Linked DNA regions of Oryctolagus cuniculus: region 1 is linked to region 2. Evidence: chromatin contacts called from public Micro-C data. All regions are on one chromosome and are shown on one strand. The core of a region is the stretch at or near the end of the contact, and the rest is flanking DNA. Distances in the headings are between cores, read along the strand shown. Region 1 holds the start of SLC35A3 (solute carrier family 35 member A3). Region 2 holds the start of TRMT13 (tRNA methyltransferase 13 homolog).

The links. A called contact is a pair of places that touch in the nucleus more often than the background predicts.
Region 1: a Micro-C map of ear pinna shows a contact between it and region 2, with 5 times the contacts expected there. The contact joins the promoter of SLC35A3 here to the promoter of TRMT13 in region 2. A contact is called at or near these places in 2 of 6 Hi-C or Micro-C datasets (ear pinna and psoas muscle).

The regions. Positions count from the first base shown.
Region 1 is chr7:70,357,451-70,362,427 of mOryCun1.1, forward strand. SLC35A3 (solute carrier family 35 member A3) reads right to left here and starts at 2,864. Exons shown (of 8, transcript XM_008264828.4): 1 at 2,596-2,864.
Region 2 is chr7:70,185,478-70,190,701 of mOryCun1.1, forward strand. It overlaps TRMT13 (tRNA methyltransferase 13 homolog), which reads right to left and starts at 2,705. Exons shown (of 11, transcript XR_011390552.1): 1 at 2,433-2,705. It overlaps SASS6 (SAS-6 centriolar assembly protein), which reads left to right and starts at 2,750. Exons shown (of 17, transcript XM_002715837.5): 1 at 2,750-2,995. The coding sequence starts at 2,931.

The sequences.
Region 1 (4,977 bases), core at 1,614-4,113, 170 kb after region 2:
CTTGGGCCATCCTCTGCTGCTTTTCACAGGCTATGAGCAGAGAGCTGAATTGTAAGTGGAGCAGCCAGGACACGAACCAGCACCCATATGGGTTGCTGGCATTGCAAACAGTGGCTTTACTCACTATGCCATAACACCAGCCCACAGATGATGTATTGTAACAAATATTTCTTCAGAAGTATATTGTTATATGATTAGAAAGGCCGTCCAAAAAATAAATAAATATAATAAAGACAAAAAAAAAGGCCTTCCTTGTAGGAGAAAAGGATATAAGCAAAGATCAAGGCAGGTAGGCATATAGCATGTTCAGAAAGATTATACTTCAAATTATTCATTTGGCTAAAAAAATAGGATATATAGGGTAAAATAATAACAATAAGGAATGAAAAGGCCATATGATTTTACTGGAGTCATACAAACACTCAAATTTTGAAGGACTTTTGATGCCTCCTTAAATAGTTTTAAATATATTCTTGAGTCAACAGAGTCACCATGAGAGGATGACCACCAAAGAATGGTATAAAACCTTCAGCTTTCACAAGTAGGAAGTGGGTGGGGGGTCATGCACAGGCATTGTGTCACAGTGGGTTAAGTTGCTGCCTGCAATGCTGGCATCCCATATCAGAACACTGGTTCAAGTCCCAGCAGCTTCACTTCTGACTCAGCTACCTACTAATGCTCCTGGGAAAGCAGCAGAAGAGGGTCCAAGTATTTAGAACCCTGCCATCCACATGGGAGACCCTGATGGAGTTCCAAGCCCCTGGCTCTTGCCTGGCCCAGCCCAGCCACTGAAGCCATTAAGACAGTGACTCAGTGAATGAAAGATTTTCCCTCTCTCTGTCTCTCTGCCTTTGAAATAAAACAAGTAAATGCTTTGTTTTGTTTAAAAGAAAAAAAAAAAAAGTAGTAGTAGTACAGGAAAGGGGATTTGACCTGGAGGTTAAGATATCTCTTGGGTGGTCTTCATCCCATAATCAAAATGTCTGGGCCCAATATCCTCCACTTTTTTTTTTTTTTTTTAAGATTTATTTATTTATTTGAAAGGCAGAGTTACAGAGAAAGAGAGGTCTTCCATCCACTGGTTCACTCCCCAAATGGCCACAACGGCCAGAGCTCAGTCAATCCGAAGCCAGGAGCCAGGAGCTCCTTCCCGGTCCCCCCGCAGGTGCAGGGGCCCAAGGACTTGAGCCATCTTCTACTGCTTTCCGGCAATCATTAGCAGAGAGCCGGAACAGAAGTGGAGCAAACTCAAACCGCGCCTGCATGGGATGTAGGCACTGCAGGCAGTGGCTTTACCCACTACACCACAGTGCTGCCCTCTCCCCACTCCACTCTGGATTCCTCATGTGGATCCTGGGAAGCAGTAGGTGATGCCCCCACCCGCCACCCACGTGGAAGACCAGGACTCATTTACTGACTGTGGTCTTTAGCCTGGCCCAACCCTGGCTGTTGAGGGCATTTGGGAAGTGAACCAGCAGATGCTAGCATTCTGGCTCACTCATGCTCTCTCTCATAATTAAATAAAAACTGAATGAATGCATAAATAAATTGTAATTTAAAAAATAGTATGGGGGGGTGACTAGAAGTGGGACAAGCTGAGGGTAGCAAGTTCAGTTTGGAGGCTACTGCTATAGTCCAAATAAGAGGAAAGAAGAGCCTATTTAGCACAAAGGTCCTGAGGATGAAAAAGGAAAGAACAGAATCTGAGATGCTGAAGTAGAACCAACACCTGGGAGGAAAGTTAGGATCCCAAATACCAATTTGGAAATCACCCCCGGGATTCAAGAAAACAACCTGAGTTTACCACAGTAAGAGCACCAAATTGGAAACTATGAAATTTCATCTGTAACTACCAGTTGAAATGTTGGCTTTCAAAGAATAAAAAAAAAGACTTAACTCTCATTCCATTTTCAAACACTGACGTTAAGAGAACATAATACAACACTTCAACTTCTACTACAAAGTCACGAAAGGACATCGACATTATTCTTTAACTCGTGTGCACCAACCTTCCTGAAGGTGGAGGTGAAACCCTCCCTCTTCACTCCCCCCCCATCGCTACCCCCACACCTGTCCTGCCGGGAATCTCACGCGGCCTCAAACAGCCCTCGTTTTCCTAACAGCCTCACCAAGGGCATCCTTTCCATTTCTTGAAGTCCCTGCTTCTTGAGCGCAGGGTCCTCCTCGGGTGGATCCGTCCACACCACCGGGTTACACACCCCCCGGGAGCTGCAGCAGGGATCGACCCCAGCCTGCAGCCCGGCCGCTGGGCTCGGCGCGCCCCGGGCTCTGAGGCACACACAGCCGTTTTCATTCGCTTGACACACCCCTCTCCTCAAGACCTGTTTCCTCCTCCACCCAGCACATTCCGCACGTCGTCCGATGGGGATACAAGGCGTCACTTCATCGGCTCCCTCCCCAGTTTAGCCAGGACTTCAGATCGCCCACCCAGACCGCTTCACCCAGACTGACTTCTCATCAAGCCCGGCCCCCACCCAGCACGCCGCCCCCGGCTGCCGCCAGGAGCTGCCGGCGCCGCCCCGCAGCCGCCGGCCTCCGGGCGTCCGGCCCTAGCCAGAAGCACTCATCGCTCACCTCCCGCGCAGCTCCTCCGGCTGCGCGCACTGGGGGCTGCGGCTCAGCAACGCCGGGCGACCCAGGCTGCCGAGTCGGCCGGGTCCGCCGCGACCGCTGACCCGCAGCGCCGCCAGCTCCCGCTGCCGTCGCTGTTGCCAGCTTGGTGCAGCCCTGGCGTTTCCGGGTTCCCGCGGTCCCGTCCTCCAAATGCTCCGGCTTCCGCCTCGGCCCGGGCAAACGGCGTTCCCGGCTCGGCTGTGGCGGCCCCAGCTTCGCTCTTGCCAGCTCCGACCCTTAAGGCGACGGCTCCTGTCCCGGTCCGCTAGCGGCCCCCGGTGCCGGCTTCACCGCCGCGAGACCGCTGGAGGCACTGCTTCCTGTGGACTCTCCCGCGAGGGGACAAGGCAGACAGAGTGACTCTCGCCACGGGCTTCTGCGGGACTGTCCCGCCGCCGAGGGTGCTTTTGTGACCAGTTGCTAAAGAAAGGACAAAGTCCTTTAGGGCAAAGGACCCTGAGAGTGAGTGGGGAGGCGGATCCCCAAGCAAATGAACACGCTCCTAAAATTGGCAGTGATCTGAAAGCAACTAAGATTCGCTGTGGCACACGCTGCGAACCAGTAATCTGGAAATGACCGCTGCTCCCACCCTGAAACCCAAAGCGGTGCCACCAGTGAGCCTAGTGCCATTAACCAAGAAAAAAAAAAAAAGAGCAGACAGATCTGGAGTCAGAGGCTCCCAGAGTTAAAAGGGACTGACCCCTCTCTGGTTGACCCCTTTCACAACATTTATTTATTTTTATTTACTTATTTTGTATTTATTTATAAGGGGAGAAGGGGGGAAGGGGAGAGATAGAAAAGAGAGATCTTCAATCTGATGGTTCATTCCCTAATTGTGGGCAACAGCTGGGGCTGGGCTAGGCAGAAGCCAGGAGCCCAGAATTCAGTCCAGGTCTCCAAAGTGGGTGGCAGGGACCCAAGTATTTGAGCCATCACCTGCTGTCTCCCAGGGTGTGCATTAGCAGGAAGTTAGAATTGGGAGTGGAGCCAGGATTCCAGCCTAGGCACTCTGACCTGGAATGCAGGTGATCCAAGCCACATCTTCACTAGGCCAAATACCTGCCCCAACATTACTTTTTCTCTTCAACATTACTTTTTGAAGACTTTCCAATATCTTTATTGAGAATTCTCCAGCCGCTGCATACCAATCTGGTGATGGACTGACTGAAATTAATATTCTAATTCTAGTTTGATTTTCAAATAGTAGAACAGGATAATGTCTTTCCTGTTAACACATTGCTGCTATAAATTAATCCCATGGTCTATTGGTATTGCAAATGATTAAAACTGTGGAGCTGGCACTGTGGCGTAGTGGGTAAAGCTGCTGCCTGCAGCACCGGCATCCCATATGGGCGCTGATTTGAGTCCCGGCAGCTCCACTTCTGATCTGGCTCTCTGCTGTGGCCTGGGAAAGCAGTAGAAGATGGCCCCGGTCCTTGGGCCCCTGCACCCACATGGGAGACCTGGAAGAAGCTCCTGGCTCCTGGCTTCAGATTGGCTCAGCTCCAGCAGTTGCTGCCGTTTGGGGAGTGGACCAGAGGATGGAAGATTCTCTCTCTCTCTCTCTGCCTCTCTGCCCTTCAAATAAATAAATGAATCTTTAAAAGAAAATGATCAAAACTGTATCCAAGACAGACCAAAAAAAAAAAAAAAAAAAAAGGAAAGAAAAGAAAATTAAATACCATGTTAGAATGGAATTACTGGGTTTAAATTTTTCTGTAATATGTTGAGAAAACTCATGGGTGGTAAAATATGTATTGGAACTTAATACTTATCCAGTTGTATTTTTTTTAATTTATTTATTCAAAAGAGTCTTGGAGTGGGTAGGGGAGGGGCAAGACATGAGAGGGAGAGATCCTGCGAGTGCTGGTTTACTCCATAGATGGCTGCAAGAGCTGGGCCAGGCCAACGCCAGGAGCCAGAAACTTTATCTCCCATGTAGGTGGCAGGGGCCCAAACACTTGGGCTGATTTCTGCTACTTTTCCCAGGTCATTAGCTGGAGTGGAAGAGGAGCAGCCAGGACAGGATCTGGCATGCATATGGAATATCAGTGTCACAGATGGCCACTTAACCTATGCCAGAGTGTTGGCCCTGTACAATTGTTTTTGAAACTAAAATGTGCCTGGTATGTGATAACAGCTAAGTACTTTTCTAAGATCCTTGTGTGTGTGTGTGCGTGTGTGTGTGTGTGTGTGTGTGTGATACTTATAATAGATACTTATTTAGAAAATGTGATACTTATAATAGATACTTATTTAGAAAATAGTAGTGCTTGTATATACTTGTGGGTATAAGTGGGTATATCTTAAAAATGCATCAGTCAGAAAAATACACCTTATAAA
Region 2 (5,224 bases), core at 1,455-3,954:
GGCCTCTACCCCTAAGATGCCAGTAATGCCCTCCATTTGTGACAACCAAAATGTCATTTTTTTTTAAAAGATTTATTTATTTTGGGGCTGGCACTGTGGCATTGTAGGCTAAGCCTCCGCCTACATGCCAGGATCCCATATGGGCAACAGTTCACATCCCGGCTGCTTCTCTTCCTATCCAGCTCTCTACTTCTAACCTGGAAAAGCAGTAGAAGATGGCCCAAGTGCTTGGGCCCTTGCACCCGTGTGGGAGACCCGGAAGAAGCTCCTGGCTTCTGGCTTCAGATTGGCCCAGCTCCAGCTGTTGCAGCAGCTTGGGGAGTAAACCAGCAGATGGAAGACTTTTCTCTGTCTCCCCTCTCTCTGTAACTCTACCTCTCAAATAAAGTTTTTGAAAAAAATATTTATGGGGACGGCGCTGTGGCTCAATAGGCTAATCCTCCGCCTTGCAGCGCCGGCACACCGGGTTCTAGTCCCAGTCAGGGCACCGGATTCTGTCCCGGTTGCCCCTCTTCCAGGCCAGCTCTCTGCTATGGCCAGGGAGTGCAGTGGAGGATGGCCCAAGTGCTTGGGCCCTGCACCCGCATGGGAGACCAGGAAAGGCACCTGGCTCCTGGCTTCGGATCAGCGCGATGCGCCGGCCGTGGCGGCCATTGGAGGGTGAACCAACGGCAAAAAAAAAAAAAAAAAAAGGAAGACCTTTCTCTCTGTCTCTCTCTCTCTCACTCTCTCACTGTCCACTCTGCCTGTCAAAAAAAAAAAAAAAAGATTTATTTATATGAAAGTGAGAGATACAGAGAGGAGCAGAGCCATAGAGAGAGAGAGAGAGGGAGAGAGTGAGATCTTCCAGCCCCTGGTTCACTTCCCAGATGGCTGCTACAGCTGGGGCTGGGCCAGGTGGCAGCCAGGAGCTTCTTACAGGTCTCCCATATGGGTAGCAGGGGCCCAACTTCTCCTGCTTTTCCCAGACCATTTGCAGGGAGCTGGATTGGAAGTGGAATAACTAGTGCCCATATGGGATGCCAGTGTCTTACGTGGCTGCTTCACACACTACGCCACAACACCAGCGCTAAAAAATGTCTTTAGACATTGCCAGGTATCCACCTTGAGACAAAATTATCCCTGAAAACCACTAGAAAAAATTAGTACAAGTAATATTATCATATATATGATTTTTTTAAAAAAAGATAAAAGTCACAATACCTAGTTCCATCAAAAATTACAGATTCAGGAAGATGGCCACAATTAAAAATCTAAGCATGGCCTTGGAAAGTGTTTCTATTTGGTCTTTCCAGTCTTTCTTTAAGGGACTAATAACTAGCTGTCATTCCACTCCAGGAATACCAACCAGCTTGTAAGGACTTATCCATGTCCTATTACTATCACTCTCTGCAGACGCCTTCCAGATATCTGAATAAGGTGAAGTCTAAAGTCTTGTAACAGAGGTGGAACAAACTCTTACAATCAAGAATCTCATTCTTCAACAAAGGAATGTTTGCTGTTCCCTCAAAACCAACGAATACAATCTGGGTATATTTCAGAGTTCCTGCAATAAGCCGCTCTCTCAAACTCCAAAACACGAAGGTGCTTGTTTCAGTATGCTTCACTCTAGGTAAATATCAGTCAAACTAAAATAGGAAGTAAGTCATGGCTATGATGGACAGTAGCAGGGGAAGGGGTCCAGGAGACAGACTGACACGGGATATTACTAGAAGCATAAACTAAGAAAGGAACACAAATTATATTAAAGGCATGAACCAGATGCTGGTCTATCTGGTTTATTCTTTCTAATCTTATCAGTTATGCTCTTTCTTTCAGCACCTACTCTTACTTTCTTATCACATATATGTATGTGTATCTTCTAAAGTGATACAGAATTGTTCCATAGCACAATTATAACAGTATTATCACACAAAATTCTACATTTTTCTATTCTAAAAGGACAGTTCTTATACATTTAAAATTTTTCCCTTCCGCATGTAAGCAAACTAGTCATAAATCGCTTTCTAAGGATTTTAAATGTAAATACATTTTTAAAGATCCTCAACCGCATTCATGAAAAGTGGCTACTGTCCACGAAACAATGCTTAGATCAGTGTTCTCGGGACTTCCATCACTACTTTTTCTCAACTATCATTTCCCATTAGGACAGCAGAGGGGTGCAGAGTGCAAGGAGTAAAATTAAAATCTAGCATTAGCACGATTTAGGATCGAGGTAAACGGACCACGGCTAGCCTTTCATTTACTGAAAGAACAGAACACACTGCTCATCACTGCTCCGCAGGGTGAGAACTGCGTTCATTTAAAACAAACGGTGGAGAATCCAGGGCACAGAAGCAGAAACCTGTCAAAGAGGGGAGGGGCGGGGTTCCAGCACCGACGGGACAGAGAAACTTATTTCCGAATCTCGGGAGAGTAGGGCGATACCAGACCTCCGCGGCTCCGGCGTGTTCGCCACAGAACCTTTTCCCGGCGGCCACCACCATCCTGCAGAACCGCTTCTTCTTTTCCACAAAGTAACCGCATCTACCTTCCGCTGGAAAACCAGTCGCCGGCGGGGTGGGCGCAGAAGCCGCCATAATCCAGGACCCGCTTCAGGTGGCGAGCATAGAGTGACGAGAGGGAAACTTGTCAGCTTCCTCCGCGTCCCCTTCCCTTAACAAACATGGTGGCCTCACGTCCCGCCACATAGGCTAATGCCCGGAACTTCCGAAACAGCTCTTCCCAGGCTCCAAAACCGGAAGAAGCTGATGGTGGCTGACGAGGTCCAAACTTCTTACGCCTCTCCTGTTTCTCTTTCCCCGCCTACTCCGCCGCTTCGGAGCGCCAAACTCAAACTACTCTAATCAGAACCCGGACGCCTTTCGGGCTAGTACCGAGGGCAGGGCCTCTTGGACTTTTCCGCGCATCGGCCGGGGCTGCGGTCCAATATGAGCCAAGTTCTCTTCCAGCAGCTGGTTCCGTTGCTGGTGAAATGCAAAGACTGCGAGGAGAGGTGAGGTCGGCGCCAGCCAGTGCCCGCGGGTGACGGTTGTGGTCGGGCCAGTGGGGAAAGATGGCGGCCCTGGCCGGTGGGCACCGGCCTGAGGCTGGGTGTCTCGCCGGCCCCCGGGGGCGCTCAGAGGGAACCCAGCTGGGACCCAGGGGTTACCTCTCGCACCGAGTTGGCCGTTGCAGGGGGGACGCCAAGGGTGTGGGGATATGGGAAACCGACTCACACCAGGTTAATATCAAAAAATCTCCGCTCTGCTGGGAATCGTGGAGATGATATCCCTACTCCTTTTTGGCAAATAAGCGCTCCAGCCCAGAAAGATTCAGTAGGCCCGAGGGAGTTCATGGCAGGGCCAGCACCAGAACCGAGGCCTGGCTCCCAGCCTTTCCCGCATTTTCCTTGGAAATATGTTGGGAGCTAATTTTTAAGGTACAGCTAAAAAAAATGTAATTTTGTTGGTGCACTTTGAGCTGTTCACATGTTACTTAAACATAAAAATAACGTTCAACCGACAGCAGTGAGAAAATTAGAAACTTTATTATTTCATTGAGGAAATACCGAAACCTTACCGGGCACTGAGGATGGCCAGGAAAAAGGCCTTTTCTTGAGTTTTACAGTCTCATGGAGGAAAAAAAGGCTTGTGTCGCCATAAATGTAGAATTGCCACTTGGAGTAAGGCGGTGATGATATTTGGGCTTCAAAAAAGAGATTTGACTTGAGGGTGGGAGGCTTAATTGCCCCTCCTCCCAGGATGTTCAGCCACTAGTACTCTCAGCTTCTCAGAGTGTTAACTCTCTTCATTTGTGAAACTGATATACCAGTACGCCCATCCACATAGTTGTAATGAAGTTCGAGTGTGAAAATGTAAGTAAAAACTAAATGGTGTGGAAATGCAACATAAAAAAAGAGATGGCATTGATATATTAAGTTGTTAGTAATGTGAAATTAGTTTATAGCTTAGAATTAGATCCATAACCACTGGGCAAGCCAGATCGGAGATGATACCAAGATCAGCTGCTGCATATGGAAATCTGTAGGTTATTTTAGTCGTATATTGTTTTGTGCTGTCCAGTGTGGTAGCTATTAACCGCATGTGGTTGGTTATGGGACATTTTGCAATGGACCTGATCCAGATGGATGTGCTGGAAGTGTAAAATGCACCATAGATTTTGAAGACTTGCTATACAAGAAGAATATAAAAATTTTATATTGTTAATGAGTTAAAATGGCACTCTTTTGGAGTTTAATTAAATAGTATTAAAATTAATTTTCACTTTAAACTTTTTTAATGTGACTTTTAGGTAATTTATTACCATACACATGGCTCACATTTGTATTCTGCATTGTGTCTCTATTGGGCAACACTGTTCTAGAATGATTATACAAATAAAAGAAAAGAAAGGGGGGCATTACTTCTGACTCCAGTATTGAATCTCTTAGTGCTGCTCCATTGCTGTGTGATGACAGTTAATCTGAAAGCACAACCCTTTTGCTCTGCCTGTTTAGGAACCTTTTTTGTACAATAGTCCTTTAAAAAAGTTCATGAACAAATGGAATTAAAAGATACACAAAAATGTTTTTGTGATGCATAGTTTTTTCATCATATACCTTTCTGTGAACTTTTTGAACATCCCTTATATGCATGGATGTCAAGATATCTTTGCACCAAAAAGTAAACTTACCTTTGAATTTCAGTTTTCCACAAAGTTTTTGTAGTATCCTTGTATTCCTTTCAGCTGTGGCAGGGGTCACCAAACTGGAACCTGTGGGCCAAATAGCCTGCTGTTTTTGCTTTGTAAATAAAGTCTCGCTGGAACAGAGCCAAGCTTATTTATGAATTGTCTGTGGTTGCTTCTGCTCAATAAGAGCAGCGATGAATAATCGTCAGTGACAGGCACCTCATGGCCTGCAAAGTCTGAAGTAGTTATTGTCTGGCCCTTTACAGAATAATTTGCTCACCTCTGACCTATGGGAAGAACAACTGAGACTCAGTTATTCAAGGACAATTCAGCAAACAAATGTTCACAGGTGCCTAAATGTACCGGGAACCAGGAACTATTCCATGTGCTGAGGATATAAAACTTGGCCCTTCTCTCCCCCTAACAGTAACAATAACAAAAACAAGTTATTATTTTGGCCTTCAAGGAACTCAGACTTTAATAGGGGAAGTGAAAAGATTTTCCTTGAAGGATATCATAGCACAGGTTAAGAATTAAGGCTCTGGGGCTAGAT